Linked DNA regions of Mus musculus: regions 2 and 3 are each linked to region 1. The links are chromatin contacts, called in public HiChIP or PLAC-seq maps. All regions are on one chromosome and are shown on one strand. The core of a region is the stretch at or near the end of the contact, and the rest is flanking DNA. Distances in the headings are between cores, read along the strand shown.

What was found. HiChIP or PLAC-seq counts read pairs in DNA pulled down with a chosen protein or histone mark.
Region 2: a CTCF HiChIP or PLAC-seq map of the NIH/3T3 cell line shows a contact between it and region 1, with 6 read pairs. The contact joins two enhancer-like sites. A contact is called at or near these places in 1 of 15 datasets of contacts at CTCF or cohesin (the NIH/3T3 cell line), 1 of 484 Hi-C or Micro-C datasets (bone marrow-derived macrophages) and 4 of 115 datasets of contacts at active chromatin or transcription factors (bone marrow-derived macrophages, embryonic basal ganglia, embryonic stem cells and 1 more).
Region 3: a contact with region 1 is called in an SMC1A HiChIP or PLAC-seq map of the NIH/3T3 cell line, with 10 times the contacts expected there. The contact joins two enhancer-like sites. A contact is called at or near these places in 2 of 15 datasets of contacts at CTCF or cohesin (both in the NIH/3T3 cell line), 7 of 484 Hi-C or Micro-C datasets (the C2C12 cell line, the HPC-7 cell line, bone marrow-derived macrophages and 4 more) and 6 of 115 datasets of contacts at active chromatin or transcription factors (bone marrow-derived macrophages, a colorectal cancer cell line, embryonic basal ganglia and 3 more).

Annotation. Positions count from the first base shown.
Region 1 is chr13:110,417,569-110,420,387 of GRCm38.p6, forward strand. No RefSeq gene overlaps it. Among named protein-coding and RNA genes, the nearest start is that of Plk2, 24 kb to the left of the region's middle. Within about 2 kb of position 1,278, at least 30 of the 459 cell types and tissues checked have an H3K27ac peak or open chromatin away from gene starts, as enhancers often do. A contact at or near this core is called in the C2C12 cell line, the NIH/3T3 cell line and trophoblast stem cells, where this site is marked.
Region 2 is chr13:110,940,375-110,943,074 of GRCm38.p6, forward strand. No RefSeq gene overlaps it. Among named protein-coding and RNA genes, the nearest start is that of 4930526H09Rik, 38 kb to the left of the region's middle. Within about 2 kb of position 1,402, at least 33 of the 459 cell types and tissues checked have an H3K27ac peak or open chromatin away from gene starts, as enhancers often do. A contact at or near this core is called in the NIH/3T3 cell line, where this site is marked.
Region 3 is chr13:110,966,786-110,969,485 of GRCm38.p6, forward strand. No RefSeq gene overlaps it. Among named protein-coding and RNA genes, the nearest start is that of 4930526H09Rik, 64 kb to the left of the region's middle. Within about 2 kb of position 1,431, at least 130 of the 459 cell types and tissues checked have an H3K27ac peak or open chromatin away from gene starts, as enhancers often do. A contact at or near this core is called in the C2C12 cell line, the NIH/3T3 cell line and trophoblast stem cells, where this site is marked.

The DNA.
Region 1 (2,819 bases), core at 28-2,527:
ATACCAATCAGAACGGCCTCCCTTTTAGTTCACCTGAATTCTGACTTTACTGTTTGGAATTTCAGAGATCTTTTAAAACCTTCTCAGGGTTTGTTTTTATTGATTTCCTCATCTTAATGAGGAGTACATTAATATACTATGATACAAATTGTAGGCTTTCTATAAATACTGGTGATGATGGTGGTTATTGTAGAGACCAGCAGCATCATGTGACTCTGCTTCTGAACTTACCAAAGCCTGCTGGCTACAGTAGACTAAACTAGAGTGTCACATGCGGGGCTTCCAGGGGAGAAGGGACACCTAATGTCAGAGTGTTGAAAAACAGCAGGAAATGAAGGTCACAGAAAGATACTGTGAGTCTTTGACTTGCCACTAACATTCATAGAATCAGAAAGTTCAAATAGCCACAGGAGAAGACCATCCAAGTTCACAGCTGTAAGTTGTACAAAATAAAGGATTAAAAGTCTTCAGCTGTTCTCTGGAGAGCTTATGCACTGGCGTGGTAATGGCAAAGGGATAATCATGTGACTTTGTATTGCCTTTGCTTCCAAATTTTGTATATGCTGTTATGGACCAATTCTAACGCAAGGAGTTTAAGGACAGGAAACTCCTTCTTATCCATGCCATTAGACACAGAGAAATGCCAGAGACAAAAAAATAAAAAAATAAAAAAATAAAAGATATTCTAATGTATTACTAAATATCAGATATTTGCTCTTGGTGAATTATGTAGGCATCTGCCCAGCCAGCTACTTCTATGAATTGCTATTGCAACTTTGTTATACACATGCAGCAGCTTCCACATGTAACCTTGTAATGCAACCACTGGTCAATACCCATTTCCTCTCCACACGGAGATAGGAGGTATAAGTTAAAACAGTGCTCGGTCCTTAATGAAGTTTCATTACATATTAATTCATTGCATATGAACAAATGTATCAAGGTAGCTGATTTTTGTTATTCAGTCTATATTATTTTACATGCATAGACATCTGTAATGACTGAAAGCTCAACTCAGACAGAGAAAGAAGGAAGGATCAAACAAATAAAAATGGAATGACTTGTTTAATGGCTTCAAAGAAGTCCTTGGAATGTTTCTGTGAAACAAAGGCATCAAAAGCAAATGTTGACATTTCTACAGAGGTTGACTGGCAACATTGTGGCCATGGCCTTCTGCCTAACCCAAAGAGAAGACGATCTTATCTCCTACTCCCACAGTGGATTGGGAAGTCTCCACTTCTCAGTGGGTGCAGGACCTGGGACCTGCTCTGACATCATCGGTGATGAATCACTGGATCCGTTTGGCACCACAGCTCTGCAGATTGGCACGCCAAACTCTTTGAGGCTTCTTAAAGAAGTGGTGTTTTACATTTGTAAGAGCATGGCATGTGCGTCTGTTTTAGTTGAGAGGTGGTTGAACTTTGGGAAATGTAGCTTTTTTCAAAAAAAACTGTGGGGCAAACACTCTTCACTGAGACAGCTGCTAAATCCTACTGGGTAAAAGGTGACAGTTTACCATGCTACGACTACCAAGAAAATCATGAAAAAGTCAGCAGCTAGAACTGATATTATCTGGTTTTTAACTCCTCCTACCTTTTTGTGCTTTTGTTTGTTTGTTTTGTTGTTGTGTGTGGCTCTTCTAAAAGGGAACTAGTCCACTAGTTAGTGCTTAGTGTTTCCTGGATTGTAGCTATACTTTAGAAACATAGACGAAGTTGGAGACAGTATGAGGGGATAATATCAGTACTAAGTTGCTAATTGTTCCAGAGAGGGACGAGTCCTGAGTGGTCATGCGGTTACTCCAGCGGCTGCCTTCAACAGTGTTGGTGTAAGGAAATAGTGCAAGAAGCTCACTATGGATATTATAGGACCCTGCCTCACATTCCTCACAGATTTGCAATTCTTCACAGGCTTTATTTTTCTATCTTCCATAATGTTAAGGAAGATGAATCTAATGTAAGTTTTCCTCACAAAAAATTAGTTTCTCCTCCAATGTCTAATTTAAAATGGACACCCTGAGGAGCTCAAAGGTTCACAACTAGGGAAAGATAATGTTTGATGGCACAGGCCCTTCCTATAGGTAGCTTTGAAGTGCTGAGCAGACAGCATGATGCACTCTAAGGAGAGAGAGAGGACTGAGGATCAGTGCTGTGAAAACATCTACTCATTAATCACCCGGAGCCAAGGAATTTCATTCATTATATGTGTGCCTTTCTGTAAGATTCGGGAATCTATGACTAACTCCTTGCACTTACTGTAAGGCCTGAATAAGATGTGTAATAGCATCGAGCTCGTTTTGCCTTGAGGCAGCTTTTCCTATGACACAGCTCTCCTTGCTTCCTTTTCAGTGGATAGGAGGCGTGTCTAGTCTACAAAGTTAAAAAAAATTCATTATATGCATATGATAAATAATAAAGACCAGGGAAAGGATCAGGAAATGCATTATGAAATCAGAAACATCAAAATTATTTCAAATATCAGTAATTCATCTATCTGCTTGGAAAGAATGAGTCAACACTCCACTTGAGATATAGCTTTTTCAAATGTGTTGGATTTCAGTATAAATCCTGGCTTTTCAGGTTCCCATCCTTGTCTTCTTCGTGCACTATGTATGCAGCACTGAGTTCTGTGGACACAGAGCACACACACAGGCACTGCCCAGCACCCACAAGCCCCCTGGGAAACAAGGATAATTTAGAGTCTTCATATGAGCGTCGCCATCCTTCAGCCTTCTCTGACCTCTCCCTCCCCCTACGCACACCTTCAGAACGTGTTTCTATCATTTCTATCTGCCTACTCTTAGAAATGCCAGGCTCAGC
Region 2 (2,700 bases), core at 152-2,651, 520 kb after region 1:
GAGAATGATATTGCTCACAAGTTTATAGCTGAGAACTGAACACTGCCAAGTTCTTCACAGCAGCCCTGCCTATCACTTCACCATAAAACTGAGACAAGACTGACCACACCACAGCATTAAGATAGAAACTACAAGTTCCCTGCCCACCCCCCACCCCCGTGGTACATCTAAAGTCAGTTCTGTGAGACTGAATCTTGCTACCAGGATTTGAACTTCATATCTTTCTTTTCTCTGAAATTATTCTCTAAGTATGAGATACTAAAAGGCCTGCTTTAGAACACTGCACTAAGAGTTAAGTGTTCACATAGTTTTGGTTAGTCTACAGAGGATGCTCCAAACAGTGAATCTTAGTTACTCTTGCCACACAGAGGTAATTCATTCTCATTCTCTCTCTCCCTCCCCCTCCCCCTCCCCCTCCCCCTTCCCCTCCCTCTCTCTCTCTCCCTCTCTCCTTCTTCCCCACCTCTCTCTGTCTCTGTCTCTGTCTCTGTCTGTCTCTGTCTGTCTCTCTGTCTCTCTGTCTCTCTCTGTCTCTCTCTGTCTCTCTCTGTCTCTCTCTCTCTCTCTCTCTCTGTGTGTGTGTGTGTGTGTGTGTGTGTGTGTGTGTGTGTTAAAACTATTAATTGTAGTAAGCATGGAGAATGACATGTAAGCAAGTCTTAAAATAGATTTTTTTTAATAGAGTTTAACTATTACCAGGAAGCTTCTGTGTCTGTAAATCTATGTGAATTTGAGAACAAACTTTGTCAACTAAACATAGCCCTCCTATTCCCTTCAGAAACCCCTTTTGACTTTCCAACTCCTGCCAATAATTTAAAAGTAAACAAGCAAACAGACAACAAGAATACTACATTTAACCAAGTTAAATACATTTTTGTCCTCCATATCTTATTTATATTAGCCTTTTTAAATTATAGAGAGCCTGAAATTTACATATCTTGAGTAATTTTCTCCATGTAACATAATTGAAAGGAAAGTCCATTTCTTGTCACCATTACCTGGTATTTTTTGTGCTTTAACCAGTTATATATTCATCCACTGTTTTTTTTTTCTTATTTCTAATTGTCACATGATTGTACATATTTATGTGAAACAATGTGATATGTGAACATTACACACACACAAACACACACACGTACACCATTTGAAATGATTAGTGTACCTGCTCTCTTTATTGTGGCTGTGTGATAGGAGCATTAAACATCCCTCCTTCTGAGTAGTTTAAACTATCCAATACATCATTGGCCACCTTAAATCTAGTTTTCTTTTGGCCAAATTTCACTTACCAAAATGTAATATGTCATTAATATCACATCTGTCTGTCCCAGTGATTACTACTGACACAGCATAAAGGGCAAGCTAAAAATAAAGCAGACGTAAGGCTCCATCAGTCACCAGCTTGCCTCCCTAGAGCTATTTTAAGCATGAGCCTCCTCTCTGCAGGATCTCTTGACCTCAGAGAGGGAGAAGTCATAGAGTTCAAGTCATGGGTGGCAGTGATTCATCCAGACTTAGTAATCCTTTTCCTCAGTAGTCCACTTGTATGCTTATGACCACTATCACAAATAAGAAATAACTTGTAAAGCTCAAGTTGAAAGTACCCAAGGAGCTAAAGGGGTCTGCAACTCAATAGGAGGAACAACAATATGAACTAACCAGTACCCCTAGAGCTTGTGACTCTAGTTGCATATGTAGCAGAGGATGGCCTAGGTGGCTATCAATGGGAGGAGAGGCCCTTGGTCTTGCAAAGATCATATGCCCCAGTACAGGGGAATGCCAGGGCTAGGAAGGGGGAGTGAGTGGGTTGGGTAGCAGGGCAGGGGGAGGGTATAGGGGACTTTCAAAGAGGAAACTAGGAAAGGGGGTAGCATTTGAAATGTAAATGAAGAAAATATCTAATAAAGAAAAAGAAATACAAAAAATAAGTTTCTTAAGGTAAACATCTAAAAGTCTTTGGCTTGCCGTCAAGGATCAAAAGGTATTTTTCAATGTTTCACTAATAATCAATACACGAAAAATATCTTAATACCCCAATAAAGTAGAGTTAAGACAATGACCCCGATTAGATGGACCATGTTCCAGGACAGCCCCAAGGATATGTGGACAAAGCAAAATAGACTCAATGAGTTAAAGAGAGAGAGGAGAGTTGATGAAATTGGGTGGATCTGTGAAGAGTTGGCCAAATATAGTGTACAAAATTCTCACATAATTAGGTGTGATGGCGCACACCTTTAATCCCAACACTCAGGAGGCAGAGGCAGGCAGATTTCTGAGTTCGAGGCCAGCCTGGTCTACAAAGTGAGTTCCAGGACAGCCAGGGCTACACAGAGAGACCCTGTCTCAAAAAAACAAAAAACAAAAAAAATTAATAAAATGTTATTTCATGGAGAAAAGGAAAATATTATTTGAGGAAGAAAAGATAGTAGTGGAAGTATGAATATAATAAGATAAATATCATACATGTGTCAATGTCATGATGAGTCTCACTGTTTGATACAACTAATAGACAGGAGTTACAAAGGAAAAAATATTTTAAAAATCCTTCTGAACTCTTTGGAATCATATGAGCAATCTAAGGAGGAAGTCCGGTCTATTTTCAGCCCCAAATTAAATATGGCCAATTTAAAATTAATTGACACAATATTTATAAATAACTCAAGACTCATCCGAGGTGGCAACACTTCCTCCCTATGCTCCATC
Region 3 (2,700 bases), core at 181-2,680, 550 kb after region 1:
AAAAGATTCTCCCCAAAAGTGGCAAGGGGCACCCTTTCCTGAATTCCCAGCTCTTGTCAGGAATAACAAATTTCTAAAGAACTAAATTAAAAAGAAAGTTCAAAAAGGAAATCTCTCTTCTAGTCTTTCTTATTGCACAGTACAAATGGCTAAGGACTCCAAGGGAGACCACCATAAACTCTGTAGAACAAAGTGTAGTATTTCACTGTGAATTAGCCTGTTAAAAAAAATGTTACAAAGCAGAGCTCATTGTTTTAGGATTTACTGTTCCACACATCCTAAAGATATGATAAGAAACTATGAAGTCAGCACTGTAGCTATTGAGACAGCGAGAGCAGACAAGCTCCATCCAGAAACAAATAGATTTCCTACAGACCTGTGATCTTGCTTATCTAAGAGGAAGGTTTTGTTTGCTTGTCAATCAAGCAGAGCAGATCTTCTGGGCGCGCGGCCACACCTTGGACTGGGGAAGCTCAGGAAGGAAGGAATGTGGGAAGGAAGAGGGGAGAGGCCATTTCCTGATGGGTCAGCTGCTGGCAAGTGTCTGGACCCTGGGAAAGCTGTGGTGTAAGCCTTCCTCTCCTTGGAGAGCAAGCAGAGCAGCAGGAACAATGGTGTGAAACTCTGCCGGTAACTCCCAGGTCACGCCTGGAGCAGCATGGTCCACCGGCAGCAGGTTATGCCTCAACATGTCCTGGACTCTCGGCAGCCTGCTGTTTAAACCTCCCTGTGCAATCCCTCTGCCAACATGAAGCATATTCTCAAGGCAATTTCTCTCCAAGGGAGACAAAGAGCATCTAGCACTGGGTTAACTGAAAAGCCATGGCATGGGAGAAAAGGCCTTCTAAGACTCTCAGACTGCCAATCCCAGAGATCTTGACTGACAGTTCTTATGTTTTAACATCCCAAGTGATCTTTTTATGTTCAGTTTCTGATTAATCTGCAGAGCATCCTCCTGTGTTAGGCTACTCAGGATCTGTAGAATGAGTTAAAAGACACCATTCCCTGCTCCAGGCTTGGTCTCCCCACGCTCTGAAAGGGCTGTGCCAAGGAAACTTACTTCTACTGTTAATGTCTCAGCTAAAAGGTGCTTAATCATTGTAAGAATTTCTTAGCTGGGCGTGGTGGGTACATGCATATAATTCCAACATGTGGGAGGTGGGGGCGGGGCCATCAGGAATTTGAGGTTATCCTGAACAACATAGTGAGTTCATGTCCAACCTAGAATACAAAGTACAAAATCTGAAGAAAAACGAAACAAAACTACAAAAATGAAAACAAGGACCAGCTGGGTTGGTGCAGAGGAAAGCCAAGATAAACCAAGAAAAAAAAAAATAAAACACATCAATTTAAAAATACCTTATTCAATATTCAAGACAAGATTTCCTACTGTTCCTAGTCTAAGAGACTAGTTTAGGGTAATCTCTTTCCCTCCCTTCCTCTTTCACACAGTGTAAGCAGGGCATTTGGCTCCTCCCTAGCACAGTGCAAGCCTCCATGTTCTTTAAATCTGGTACATTCCTGCCCTCTAGAGGACAGAGTTCCAATCACTGCTAGGATCAAACAGTTGCTTTGTGGAGACTGAATTGTCAAATTCATAGCCGTGAAGTACTCTTGGCTCACACAGGCACAACAGCTTTCAAAAAAATAATCTTTCTTCAGGTGATTCCCAGGCATCAAATTTACCTAAAGGTCATTTTTCTTATAAACAGGAGTAGTTCGTTGTTGGTGAAAATGTAATACCATATGGATTTATTTCTCTGTTTTTCCTACACGTGCTTAAATTGGCCAAAACAGTGGCAATGAGCTTAAGCCAATGTCTTTGGAGCTTCTCCCTAATCCTCACCCCTCAGTTCTCAACACAGGAGTCCAAGAGCGCCAGGAAGATCATCCAAAGAAGTCATTCTTCAATCCCTTTAAGCCGATGGGGCTTTGCACTTCCCGGGCAGGATTGAAGCAGCCAGACACATGCTGTCGCCTTCTCCTCCACTAGGAGAACTTCCTAGCAGAGCCAAGAGGGCCAAGTGACGTTCTCCAAGTGACGTTCTCCAGGCCACAGAGTTGGATTGAGGCATATGGTGCAATGGAACCCAAACTGCTGATAATGTTTTTAAGCCTGTGGCATCAGTTTTCTATTCAAAGACCAAGCCAGAGGTTTGCGTTATTTTATTTTTAGTTACATAGACACCAGGCTATTTATCACCAGGGACAGAAGTGAATCTAGCACTGCCCCCTGTGTGGTGGTTTGAATGAAAAGGGCCTCCATAGGTGCAGAGGGAGTGGTACTATTAGGAGGCATGGCCTTGTTGAGGAGGTGTGCCACACTGGAGGTAGCTTCGAAGTTTCAAATGCTCAAGCCAAACCCAGTGTCTCTTTCTCTTCCTGGTGCTTTCAGATCCAGATGTAGAACTCTCAGCTACTTCCCCAGCACCACACCTGCCCAGATGCTGCCATGCTTCCTGCCATGATGAAAATGGACTTAACCTAGAAACTGTAAGGCAGCCCCAATTAAATGTTTTCCTTTATAAGAGTTGGGTAGTCATAGAGTCTCGTCACAGCAATTGTCACTCTCCAACATGTGTCTATTTCAGACTAGGTCATGGCACCATTGGATATGGTGATCTTCCTGGTTACAGTCATCTATATTCTGGAACCTTGGAAAGTGTTTGTGATGCTGGCTGTCCTTTTATAACAACTTTC